Linked DNA regions of Sus scrofa: region 1 is linked to region 2. Evidence: chromatin contacts called from public Hi-C data. All regions are on one chromosome and are shown on one strand. The core of a region is the stretch at or near the end of the contact, and the rest is flanking DNA. Distances in the headings are between cores, read along the strand shown. Region 1 has its middle 36 kb from the start of NFIC. Region 2 holds the start of SMIM24 (small integral membrane protein 24).

Region 1 (5,329 bases), core at 2,790-5,289, 120 kb after region 2:
GATTTTGTCTGCCTGGGTCACTGCTGTGTCCTCAGCAGGAGAACAGGGCTGGAGACAGGTGTTTAATAAATGTTGGCTGAATGAGGAATGAAAAATGAAACCAACTCATGATGCTCCTCGAGGATGTGGGAACACCTCTGTCCTCGTGGACCCCAAGACCTTAATATTCCAAGATCAAACTGCTCCCACTGCCCGCCTGAGTCATCTGAACCCCAGAGGTGACAGTTAGAAAGGGTCCAGGGAGGTCATGAGGTGCCATCCCCCGCTGAAGCCCAGCTCTCTGTGGGGAGCACTGGCTGCCAAGCCTGAGATGTGCGGGCTGCAAACCATTGCTTCCATGGAGGAACCTAAGGACCAGAGAGGGTAAGCCACCAACTCAAGGTCACACAGCACACCCATGTTCAGACCCAGAACCACACAGGTAAGGAGAAGGTTTCTACTTTGGGTGTCCTGTCAGTGCTGGGAGGGACAGATGTATGGATGGACAGCGGGGCAGACAATGGTGCACTGGCCTCATGGTGTCATGCTGGCTGGAGAGCCTCAGACGGTCAGTTTCCAGTGCCAGGTTCCACAGCCTGCCTTGATCCAGAATGTCCCCTCTCCCACCAGCTGGGTCCTGGGCTCTGGGAACGTGGCCATCCCACACCCTGCCATGGAAGCTTCCAGAAGGGAAGCTTAGGGGTGGACGGAACAGGGCGCCACTCCGCCCTTGGGGTCTGGGGGCACAGAAACTGGCAGAGGTGTGGCAGCTCAGGCCCTGAGCCTCCTGCTTTCTGCCTGTCAACCTGGGCTTCCCCCAGAGTCCCCAGCCCCCTGACCTCACTGCACACAGAACTTGCCATCACAGGCCCTGGGGCAACCCAAGTCACGGCCGTTGCAAGGTTTCAGGTCTAGCTAACTCACTGCAAACCTCCCGAGAGGATGGCCGCCCTCGGCGCCCTCCCGGCCACGGACACCAGCACATTTGGACTCTAATCGCCACTCGGCAGCCCCGGCCAGCTGCCCGGAGGACTGGGGGATGGTTTCTCCCCATGGTCTGGCCTCTGTTTCCCCCCTTCTGAGCACCTCTCCCCGTCTCCCAAAGGCCCAGGGAGCGGTCACCACCTCTGCCAACAGCGCCTGACTGTCCTCACCGATATCCAAATATCCTTGAACTGGAGAGGCCGAAGACAGGGCGAGAAGCCCCCGGGCTGCCCGCGGGCCCCTCCTGCCCCCCGAGACGGCCACCCGAGCCCCCACCCGGCACCGGCAGGTACCTCCTCACTCACCATCCACCACATTTTGGCCGTCATGTCGTAGCAGAGTTGCCATTTGACGGAGGTCTCCCCGGGCTTGCTGGACACCAGGGGCCCGGGCACCTCCATGCTGGGAGGGAGGGCGAGGGCGGCCCAGGCCTCCTCACTCGGTCAGAAGCGCAGGCTGAGCCGGCTGCCTGGGGTGCAGGTCCAGGGACCAGACTTCCATGGCCCTGAGCGCGGGGCTTTCTCTAGGGGGTTCAGAAGAGGGTGCGGGGGGCTCTGGGAGCTGGAGATCACAGCGAGCGGGATGCAGATGCGCTCGTCTGAGACACACCAGGCTGGTCTCCTGCAAGTGGCCACCCACAGCCCAGGGAGGCCGTGTGTGTGTGTGTGTGTGTGTGTGTGTGTGCGCGTGTGCGTGTGTGTGTGTGTGTGTGTGTGTGTGTGCGCGTGTGCGCGGTCGTCCCGTCATACCAGCCGTGGATTTGTGAATGAGCCTCTGATTGGAATAGTCTGATCAGGACGCCCCCCTCCCACCCCCGGAAGGAGTGTGGCTTGTGTTGTCTCCCCCCCCAACCCCCCGCCTCTTTGCCTCCCATCAACTCCATCAGGGAAGAAAGCCCAGGGGCCAGAGGGTGTTGGGTGTGTGCAGCAGGGGGCCTGACCCTCCCACCCACCCACCCACCACCCAGGGGGCTGGCCAGGAAGGTGCCTGCGAACTGGCCCTGAGTCCTCATTAAACCCAGGGGCGGGGGGTAGAGGGTGGCAGCAGAAGGTGGGAAGAGAAAGCTGCTCTCCAGGCACAAAGAGGGTGGGATACAAGGGCTGGGATTGTTGAGTCCTGGCTGTGTGATCTGGGACAAGTCCCTGGGCCTCTCTGAGCTTCACTCTCCAGGTCTTAAAGATGTCAGGTAATCGCTGAGGACAGGAGTGGGCTTGGGGTTCGAGACAAAACGCAGAAGCCCATAGGAGGGAATGTGACAGGCATTATTTCACTTTTTCTCTCCCCTCTCCCAAATGCTGAGCAGCAGCCAGCCAGGGCAATGTCTTTGATCTCACCCTCTAATCATCACTGTGCATTTATGGAGCGCCAAGTGGGTGCCTAAGCTCCAGGAGAAGGGGCCGTCGCTGGTCTATGGGGGTGGAGGTCCTGGCCTCACACTGGCAGCAGGAGGGCCTGGAGAGGGACAATAGGCAGGACTTTAGGCCCTGTGAGGGGTGGCCAGGAGCTCTGAAATGGCAGTGGTGTGCTCTGGCTGCAGAGCCTTTGGCCTCTGGGATCCAGCTGGCCCTTCAGGCTGCCAATAAGGAGTGGACAGAGGGAAGGGGAGATGTTGGCAGCAGGCACTGGCCACGAATGGGCACCTAAGCTGGTCCCTGTGGAATCTGGAGTGAGGACAGTGGCAGGCTAGGAATGCGGCCGCCCCAGGACTTCCCCTTCTGCTCTCCCAACAAGCTGGAGGATTCTTCCTAAATCTCGGCTCCGATGAGTTCCCCTCCTGCCTGCTGCCCTCCATGCTCCCCAGTGTCCCCAGGTTAAGTAAGGCCTCTACTGGGACTGGGCCCAGCCTCCTCCTTGTCCTCCCTGCCTGGCACACCTTCCTCCTTTTTGTTACTTGGGGACTCCTATGCACACTTCAAAACCCAGCCCAACATTCCCCACCTCCCCCTGAGGGTGAGAGGGAGAGTTAGACAGAGATGCAGAGAAACAAAGATGAGACAAAGAAAGAGACAGAGATGGAGAGACAGAGTGAGTGAGAGACAGAAAGAGAGACACCCTGTCCACTGTCTGGATTACACACTCTTATCTCCTCCCTGAGGGGCTTGGATATCAGTCACCTTTTCCTCAATGAAAAGATATTGTGTGACCCACGCCCTTCAGCCCCAGGATCTGACCCTGAATACACGGGACTGAAGGTTTCTGTGCTGGGCCTGGGGACTCCTGGAGGACAGAGCCCGGGTCCGAGCCCTCCAGCACACAACAACCTCCAACGATCCCTGACAAAGTGGGAGGGTGTGGATTAGACCCAATTATTCAGATCACCACTCTTAATGGCAACTGTTTTCTTGAGCATGTACTCCACACCAAGAGCCATGTGAGTTCAGTACAGATGGGAAAACTGAGGCTCAGAGAAGGTTAGTCAGGAGTTCATGGACACAGAGCGAGTAGGACTCAGGTCTGTGATTGGGGGGATGCTGAATCCCTATCCAGCTCCCAGCCTCGCCTCCTTCAGGTCTCAGCTCAGAGGACCCCTCCTGAGGCAGGCTCCCGCCCAGCCCCGTTTGAAAGGGATCCCCATCTGCACCGGTAGCTCCCTCAGCCTTGTTTTCCTTTATCACTGTACTTATTGCTTGTCTGTGGCCTTCAGGGGGACAGGGTGTCACCTCTTGTCCGTCTTCTTCATGGCTTTGGCCTCAATGCCTGGAACAGTGCCTGGCACAGAGCAGGCGCTGGGTAATCTATTTGTTGAATGAATGAATGAATGAATGAATAACGGGTCAGGGTTTTGCAAACACTGGCATTTCCTGCTGACTCTTCCCAAAGGCATTTTCATCTTGGCACAAAAGCTGCAGGTCTGGCAAGGGGAGTGGGGGTGGGGCGAGGGCTGGGCATGGCTCCCATGGCCTGAGCCGGGCCACGCCTCAGCCAGCTCGCCCCACGGAGGCCAGCAGGGCCCAGCCCAGCGGACGCGGTTCGCCCACATGGAGGCCCCCGCCCCGTAACTATAATTTGCCTCAGTACCTTGTGGTCGAAGGAGACAATTACCCCACAGATGTGCGGTTGGAGTGAGGCATTCAGACGGCGGGTCAGAGCCCGGGCCTTGGCGGAAGGCAGATGTGGGAGGTGGCTTTCAAACGGAAAGGGAGAGAGAGGGAGCCTTCACAGAGAGACACAGAGGCCAGGAGAGACAGAGATGGAGGCGCACAGAAAAAGCCACAGAGAAAGAAATGGAACGAGAAAGGCCTAGAGACGCAGTCGCGCCCTGTCCCACAGAGCAGGTGGTGAGGCTGCTGGGTCACCCCCTGTACAGCCAACAGAGAGGCCTGGGTTCTTGTTTGTTTTGTTGGTTTTCTTGGCCGTGGCCACGGCATGTGGACGTTCCTGGGCCAGGGATCAAACCTGCACCACAGCAGTGACTCGAGCCACGGCAGTGACAACCCCACATCTTTAACCCTCTGAGCCACCAGGGAACTCTTGAGAGGCCTGGTTTATCAGCGACATTTCCACTCAAGGAAACAGAGAACCCTGAGGACAGCTCAGTGCCCAAACCTTCGGCAGCAGCTGAGCTGGGTCAGGGCCCATTGAGGGCCCCCTAGCACTTCCCCCCACTCCGTGTCTGTTGCCCCAGCTGCAAAAGGAAGAGACAAGGTAGAGAAGCCTTCTCAACCTCCCGCCACACACAGACCCCCACTCCCCGTTCTGCCTGGGTCCCAGTAGTACTGAATATTTTTCTTTCAATCCAACAATTTCTGGGAAAAGACTTAGAATGTGTTTAAAGAGAAAAGTTCAACTCATCACTACAGGCTGCCACCAGTCAAGGTCAGCTCTAAAGATAAATACAAAAACAAAAACCTCCCCAATCTTGGAGTTCCCATTGCGGCTTAGCAGAAAAAAACAAACCCGACTAGTATCCATGAGGATGCGGGTTTCATCCCTGGCCCCGCTCAGTGGTTTAAGGATCCAGTGTTGCCGCAAACAGTGGTGTAGATCGCAGATGTGGCTGGGATCTGGGGTTGCTGTGACTGTGGTGTAGGCCGGCAGCTGCAGCTCTGATTCGACCCCTAGCCTGGGAACCTCCATATGCCACACCTGCGGCTCTTAAAAAAAAACCACCTCCCCAATCTTATCCAAATCTAACCAGAGGTCAAACCTGAAGCCCGCTCTGTCTTTGCTAAAAAGATAATCAAGTATGAAAAGAGGTGTTGTAGACAGGTTGGGGCCACCTGAAGGCTGTAGGACATGATCAAATGATCTAACAGGTGTATAACTGGAATCCCAGAAGGACAAGGAAAAGCGGGCTGAAGAATATTGTAAGAGAGAATGGCCAATAATTCTCCAAAATTAAAGACACCAAGAAGTTCCCTGGTGG
Region 2 (6,156 bases), core at 1,235-3,734:
ACAGCACTGCTCATGGCAACGCTGGATCCTCAACCCACTGAGTGAGGCCAGGGATTGAACCCTCAATCTCACGGTTACCAGTCGGGTTCGTTAACCACTGAACCACAACAGAAACTCCACTTTTCATTTTCTAACACATCATTTATTCTAAGGCTATACATTTCTCAGAGTCTATGTCCCCGTCTTGAACATCGGATCCACAAGGGCAGGGAACGTCATCCCAGAAGAGGGAACAGCATGTGCAAGGGACCTGAGGTGGAAATGAACATGCAGGGTAGCACTTGGTGAGGCTGGAGCTGAGTGGGGTGGAGGTGCTGCGGGCGGAAGTGATTTGCGATGTGATCAATCCAGGCAGATGGTGGCCACGGGGGAGCCCCAATCCTCTTACCCAAAGCTCCTTAATACTTCCGCCACGAGGGTCACCTCCCGGCCTCTCCTGCTCTGGGTGGCTGCCATGCCAGGGCGGGCGGTTGAGGAGGGCATGGAGGGCTGGAGCCCAGCCCCTCCACTCTACGAGGAGTACCGTCCGCCACCACTGGACACCATCCGCCTGCCCAGGTACGTGCTGTACCTGCTGCTGGCTGCGCTCCTGGTGGTGGCTGTGGCCTATGCCATTGTCGGGCATCTCATCAAGGACCTCGCCCACGACCTGGCCGGTGAGCCGCTATGCACCACGAGTCTGGCTTGGCCTAGTGCTGGACCACTGGGCGGGGGGTGGGGGATGAGGGGGTGGTCCAAGGGCCTCTCCTGGCCAGGGAGGGAGCCAAGGGGCGTGGCCCCACCCTGGGAGGCTCCTGACCAGCCTCCCACCCATAGACTGGCTTTTTGGCCCGAAGCCAGACCAGGAGGACGCCCCCCGGGAGCTGCCGGAGAGCCCAGAGGGCGAGGATCTGGAAGAGCTGGACCTGCAGCTGGCGCTGGCCTGGCGGGGTGACGAGGATGCCACCTGTGGGGGTGGCGAGGGGGCCCCTGCAGAAGCCCCAGCCCGCATGCCCCGCCGCCCCTCCATCACCTTCAAAGATCCACCATCCCGAAGCTCCTTCTGGAGGCTGGGCTGAGCCAGGGGAGCCGGTTTAAATGCCGTTGTAGAGATGGGATGTGTGCCCATCAGAGCCCTTCACTTATCTGCAGCTGCCTTGACAGAGAACATCCTTGTTCTTGGCTGGCAGGCGCCAGTGGTTGGAGGCTGGTTTATTTCCAACACTCCTGCTCCCCCTGTATTCCCAGAACCTAAGCTACCCAGCCTCCTCCAAGCACTTGGCAACCTGTAAACCGAAAACGCTAAGAAGCTTTTTAAAAATAATAATAATTATAGTGGCCAATCCTTAGCTAGTGCTTTGAATGTGCTGGCTGTTGTGCTAAGCAAGCCCTTTCCTTGTATTATTTCACTGAATCCTCTGAGGTAGGACTTATCGACCCCATTTATCAGGTGGGAAAATGGAGGCACACAGCCCAGGAATGACTTGGTCGGAGGAAAGAGAACATTTTGCTGACCGAGGCCAGCCCATCCACCTGCCTTGCAAAGCAGCAGAAGACTGCTCCGCTGTGCTCCTCCGCCTCGCACAGCATTGCTGGCTCTGCTGCAGGGCTGCGGGATCCAGCTGTCTCTGAGGGTCTTGACTTCCCAACTGGCGGCATGGAGATTTCCTTCCCTCCTGAGTTTTGCACAGGACAGGGCACACAGGGGGAGCTTCACCTGTGCCTGCCTTCCTGGTTGCAGTCAACTTGTCCCGGAGCTCCGCGGAGGCCGTTGTGCACAAGGACAGCTGTGATCAGACCTCAGGAAGGGAGGGGCTCCGGAAATATGCAGGCCCTCTGGCCCTGCACTGTGGGAGCCATGGGGCTGGCATCCGCCAGCCCCTAGGGGCCCTGCCAAGGACTCAGGCCTGGAGAAGGGCCTCCCCACCCTGGCCTTCTTGCCACGTGCCTGGGCTGTGGCTGCCCCGTGGCAGCTGGGGTGCGGTTCCCCCTTCGCCCGGGCAGGCCCCCCTATCTAATCAACCTGGGATCAAGGTTGACAGGAGAGCCTAGAGCCTGAGTCATCAGCTGCTCGGGCGGCGAGTGGCGGGGGGGGCATTCTCCGGCCCCACAGGAGTGGCTGGGCTTGGAAGTGGACTGTGGGCATGTGGCCCATCCCTGTGCTCAGCCCTGAGCTGGCTGCAGGTCCCCAGGGCTCAGGGAGCCGGGGAGGGGGGGAAAGCGGTATAAGCAGGTGGTGAGGGAGCCCACGTTCATGTCCCAGCTCCAGCTCTTTTTGCCGGGCCTGGTGCTCCTGGCCTCCACGGCTGCTCTGCAAAGTGCAGGTGGCAGCATCTCCTGGGGTGTGTAGAGAGGCAAACGTAATGATGGGAAAACACACTGAGTGGGGAAGGAGGGTCAGGGCCGCCTCAGCAGGGAGCCTGGAGGACCATGAGGCTGGCGGTCCTGGGGCGGGGCACCAGGATCTGAGTTAATTGTTACGCAGGGTCCAGAGTCTGCCCTCCAGGAAGGCGGGGGAGAGGGGATGGGATGCCAACCAGGTGGGGCACAGGGAGGGCCCCTGCGTTGGACCTGCTCCGCCTCCAGACCTGCCTGCCCCCTTATCAGGGGCTGGGCAGGGTTTCCCCTGGCTCTGACCAGGACTGCGCACTCCAGCACCCTGGCTGCTGGTTCCTCGGTGCCATGGGGACCCTGGAGACCCTTCTTCTGCTCAGCGCCCTGCTCCTATCGCCAGCTGAGGCCCAGCAGGGTAGGGCTCTAACCTCTGGGGCTTGGGAGGGCGGACGGGGGAGGAGGGGTCTGGGGATGGGCTGGGTGGGCCATCTCCCCATCTGATGAGAAACTGAGGCGCCTGATAGGAGGGGCAGGTGGAAGAGGAATGGGGTCAGGCCCCTCTCGGAGGCCCCCTTCCTAACTCCAGCCCTGAGAGTGTCCCCCCAAAACACCCCTCTGAATCCCAGACCTTTTCCAAGACCCCTCTGTCTGACCATTCCCAGCCCCCTTCTCCCTCTCTCCTTTTGGGAGCTCCCTACCCTTGCCATTTCTGAGTCCCCTCCCCGCCACCTTCCAACAGCCTCAGAGTATCGCCTGAAGCCCTGGCTGGTGGGCCTGGCTGCGGTTGTGGGGTTCCTGTTCATCGTCTTTGTCCTCATGCTGACCAACCGTCTCTGGTGCTCCAAAGAGAGGTGGGAACCCCTTTCCCCAGCCTCCTGGCCGCCTATCCCTGGGCCCCCCTCCCCCGCCCTTCCCCCTCTCTCCAAAGTGCTGGGCACCTCCTTCCACTTTATGATCCTCTCTGGTCCCTTTCCCCATGTCCCCATTTCCCTGCTCCACCTATACCCTACACCGAGGACAGCCATGTAGTACACGTTTTGCTTCCTGGAGTCCCCCCCCGCCCCCAACTTGGGGGAGACAGACTGAGGCTGTCCCTGCTCTTGCCCTTCTCCCAACCTCACCCCTCCATCTTTATCTCTTCTGCAGAGCTGAGGATGAAGAGGGGTCCATACTGAGAATGAATACCAACCCGTATGAGAATGTGGACTTGAGGTATGCCTGTGTGGTGTGTGTAGACATGGGGGGTGGTCAGGGGGGTCTGTGTGAGTTCCCTCCTTAGGAAGGGCTCCTTAGGGGCTCTCCTCAGGGGAGGGGTAGGTGTGCAAGATGACCTCTGTCTGTCCTTGAACACCTCAATAACATTCCTGCCCCAGGGCCTTTGCATGTACTGTTGATTCTGATTGATAACACTTTTCCCCATATCATCTGGCTGGCTCTGTCCCTCCTTGAGTCCCTGCTCAGATGTTTCTTCCTCACAGAAGCCCACTCTGCCCATCAGCCTTCCTGACACTCTCTATCCCACAGCCCTGTATCTTTCTCTGAACATTCTGCCAGCTGAAATTATCTTTGTCATTTATCAATTTCTCAGCACTAGAGAGTGGCTTTCAGTAGGTGAATTAGCTTTGGTCCTGGCTGTGTCCCCAGTGCCCAACACAGAGCCTGGCACACAGTAGGGTCTTAACAAAGACCAATTGAACAAGTCTATGGTGTGGGATTGTGTAGGTGTCTCTGCACAAGTGTGTGAAGTGGTGTGGATGACACTCTTGGATTCAGCATCTCCCATGGTCCTGTTTCCAGACACGATTCTGACAGAGGGCTCAAGGATATGGTCAGGGCTAGGGGCTCTGCTGGGGCAAGATCCCAACTTGGGCAAAGGCATGAGGACAGGAGTAGGAGTGCAGGAGCTGGAAGGAGACTATCCTAGAAGAGTCTCAGCTGAGCTCAGGATGCGCCTGAGGGAGAGGTGCAGGCTAGACTATGCTTTGTTTAAGACCCAATTCAGCCCTAGTAAAATGTAATTCCTACTCTGAGGATGTGTTGAAGGTTCTAGATCTCACAGGTGCCCCTAATTGGTAGTGTTCTCCCAGCCTTGTTCCTTCTTCCTTCCATCCATCCATCCACCCATCCATCCATCCATCCACTCATCCATCCATCCACTCATCCATCTACCCATCCATCCCTTCATCCATCCAGCCAGCCAGCCACCCATCCAACTATCCATCCATCCATCCACAATCCATCCATTCACCCATCCATCCACCTATGCATCCACCAATCCATCAATTCACCCACCCATTCATCCATCCATCAACTTATGCATGCATTCATGCATGTATCCATCCACCCATCTACCAGTGCAGCCATCCCTGCCTCTACCCATCCATCATCGATCCATCCATCCACCCACTCACCCATCTGCCCATCGATCCATCCATCCACCCACTCACCCATCTGCCCATCCATCCATCCATCCACCCACCCACTTATCCATCCATCCACCCATCTACCACCCCTTCATCTACTCATCCATCCATCCATCCACCCACCCACTTATCCATCCATCCACCCATCTACCACCCCTTCATCTACTCATCCATCCATCCATCCACCCATCCACCTATCCATCCATCCATTCATCCATCCACCCATCCATCTATCCTCTCATCACTCATCCTTCCTTAGGGCAATTGAGACTTAGTTTCTGCCTTTGTAAAATGGAAAAAACAATGCTGACTTGTTAGGGCTGTTTTGAAGATTAAACAAAGATATATAATATATTTTTTGTAAAACACTCATCACAAGGCCTGCCATAGGTAAGTGTTCATTAAGTGGGAGTGACTCTGTTCCTTATTGTGGTCTGGGGCCTTTGTGTTCCTACAGTAAAGAAGGCAAGAAGGAGAAGAAAGAGAAAGAGAAAAAGACTAATAACAACAAAAAGGCTGAGGACAAAAAGTCCAAGAAGAAAGGAGAGAGCAACTTGGGGCTGGAGCTGGAGGAGAAAGAGGAGCCCCAGGACGAGGAGAAAGTCAAGAACACGGCCATGTGAAGACTCCACAGCCACCACCTCCAGGCAGCCCCCCAGAGATGCCACTTCCACGCCCTAGAAGCTATGACCTGGACGTGAAGCCAGCACAGTGACTTCATCTGGGGTTGAGAGTACAGTGCCCTGAATGAAGACACTTGGGACCCACCCTCCCCCCTCAAGGAAGGCTCTTTGTGCATTATGTGGTCTATATGTGTTATGATTGGTTCTGCCTGGTGATTCTTCTTGCACTTGAAGAGCATTCCTGGTTACCAAGAAACCCCCAAGCCGCTGCAGTCTCATGGCTCCACTTGCTTCTACCCACCGTCTGCTTTCTTTCCTCTCTGCCTGATATCTGTCAGCCAGAACTTCCTCCCTCCCACTCAGCCTCAGGACCAGTATTGGCCAGAGGCTGCCTCTTGGGGAGCCTTTCAGAGGGCTCCCATCATCCCTCGGGACTTAGTTTCTGCTGTGGGAGACAGGGTGGGGGCAATGCCCCGGCAGGTGTGGGAGACCAAACTCCACAGAGCCCAGATGCCCAGGGCAGATTAAACGCTCCCCCTGTGATCTTGATTCTGTTGTCCTGAGTCCTGGACTTTGAGCCTGAAGGCCTGTCTCCTAGGAAATCCTTGCTCCCCCCCCACCCCAGGGTTTTGGGTCATGTGACTCCATTTCTGGGAACTGGGTCCTGGAGGGTGGAGGGCCCCAGGGTGCACTATCTTGGGAAGAGACAAGCACTCTCCCCTCCCTGTTTCCATCTACCCTGTTTTCTCCCCCCTCTTCTCACTTTCTCTGGGCCATGGACCTTGCCCTGCATGTTA

What was found. Hi-C and Micro-C count contacts between places; a contact is called where the count stands out from the background.
Region 1: a Hi-C map of omental adipose tissue shows a contact between it and region 2, with 2.0 times the contacts expected there. The contact joins the enhancer-like site here to the promoter of SMIM24 in region 2. A contact is called at or near these places in 2 of 5 promoter capture datasets (fetal skeletal muscle and skeletal muscle), 4 of 47 Hi-C or Micro-C datasets (embryonic fibroblasts, mesenchymal stem cells, omental adipose tissue and 1 more) and 2 of 2 datasets of contacts at active chromatin or transcription factors (alveolar macrophages and skeletal muscle).

What each region holds. Positions count from the first base shown.
Region 1 is chr2:75,296,017-75,301,345 of Sscrofa11.1, forward strand. No RefSeq gene overlaps it. Among named protein-coding and RNA genes, the nearest start is that of NFIC, 36 kb to the left of the region's middle. Within about 2 kb of position 4,040, at least 14 of the 83 cell types and tissues checked have an H3K27ac peak or open chromatin away from gene starts, as enhancers often do. A contact at or near this core is called in embryonic fibroblasts and omental adipose tissue, where this site is marked.
Region 2 is chr2:75,176,364-75,182,519 of Sscrofa11.1, forward strand. SMIM24 (small integral membrane protein 24) reads left to right here and starts at 2,485. Exons shown (of 4, transcript XM_021084123.1): 1 at 2,485-2,728; 2 at 3,053-3,164; 3 at 3,460-3,525; 4 at 5,194-5,908. The coding sequence starts at 2,509. The coding sequence ends at 5,359.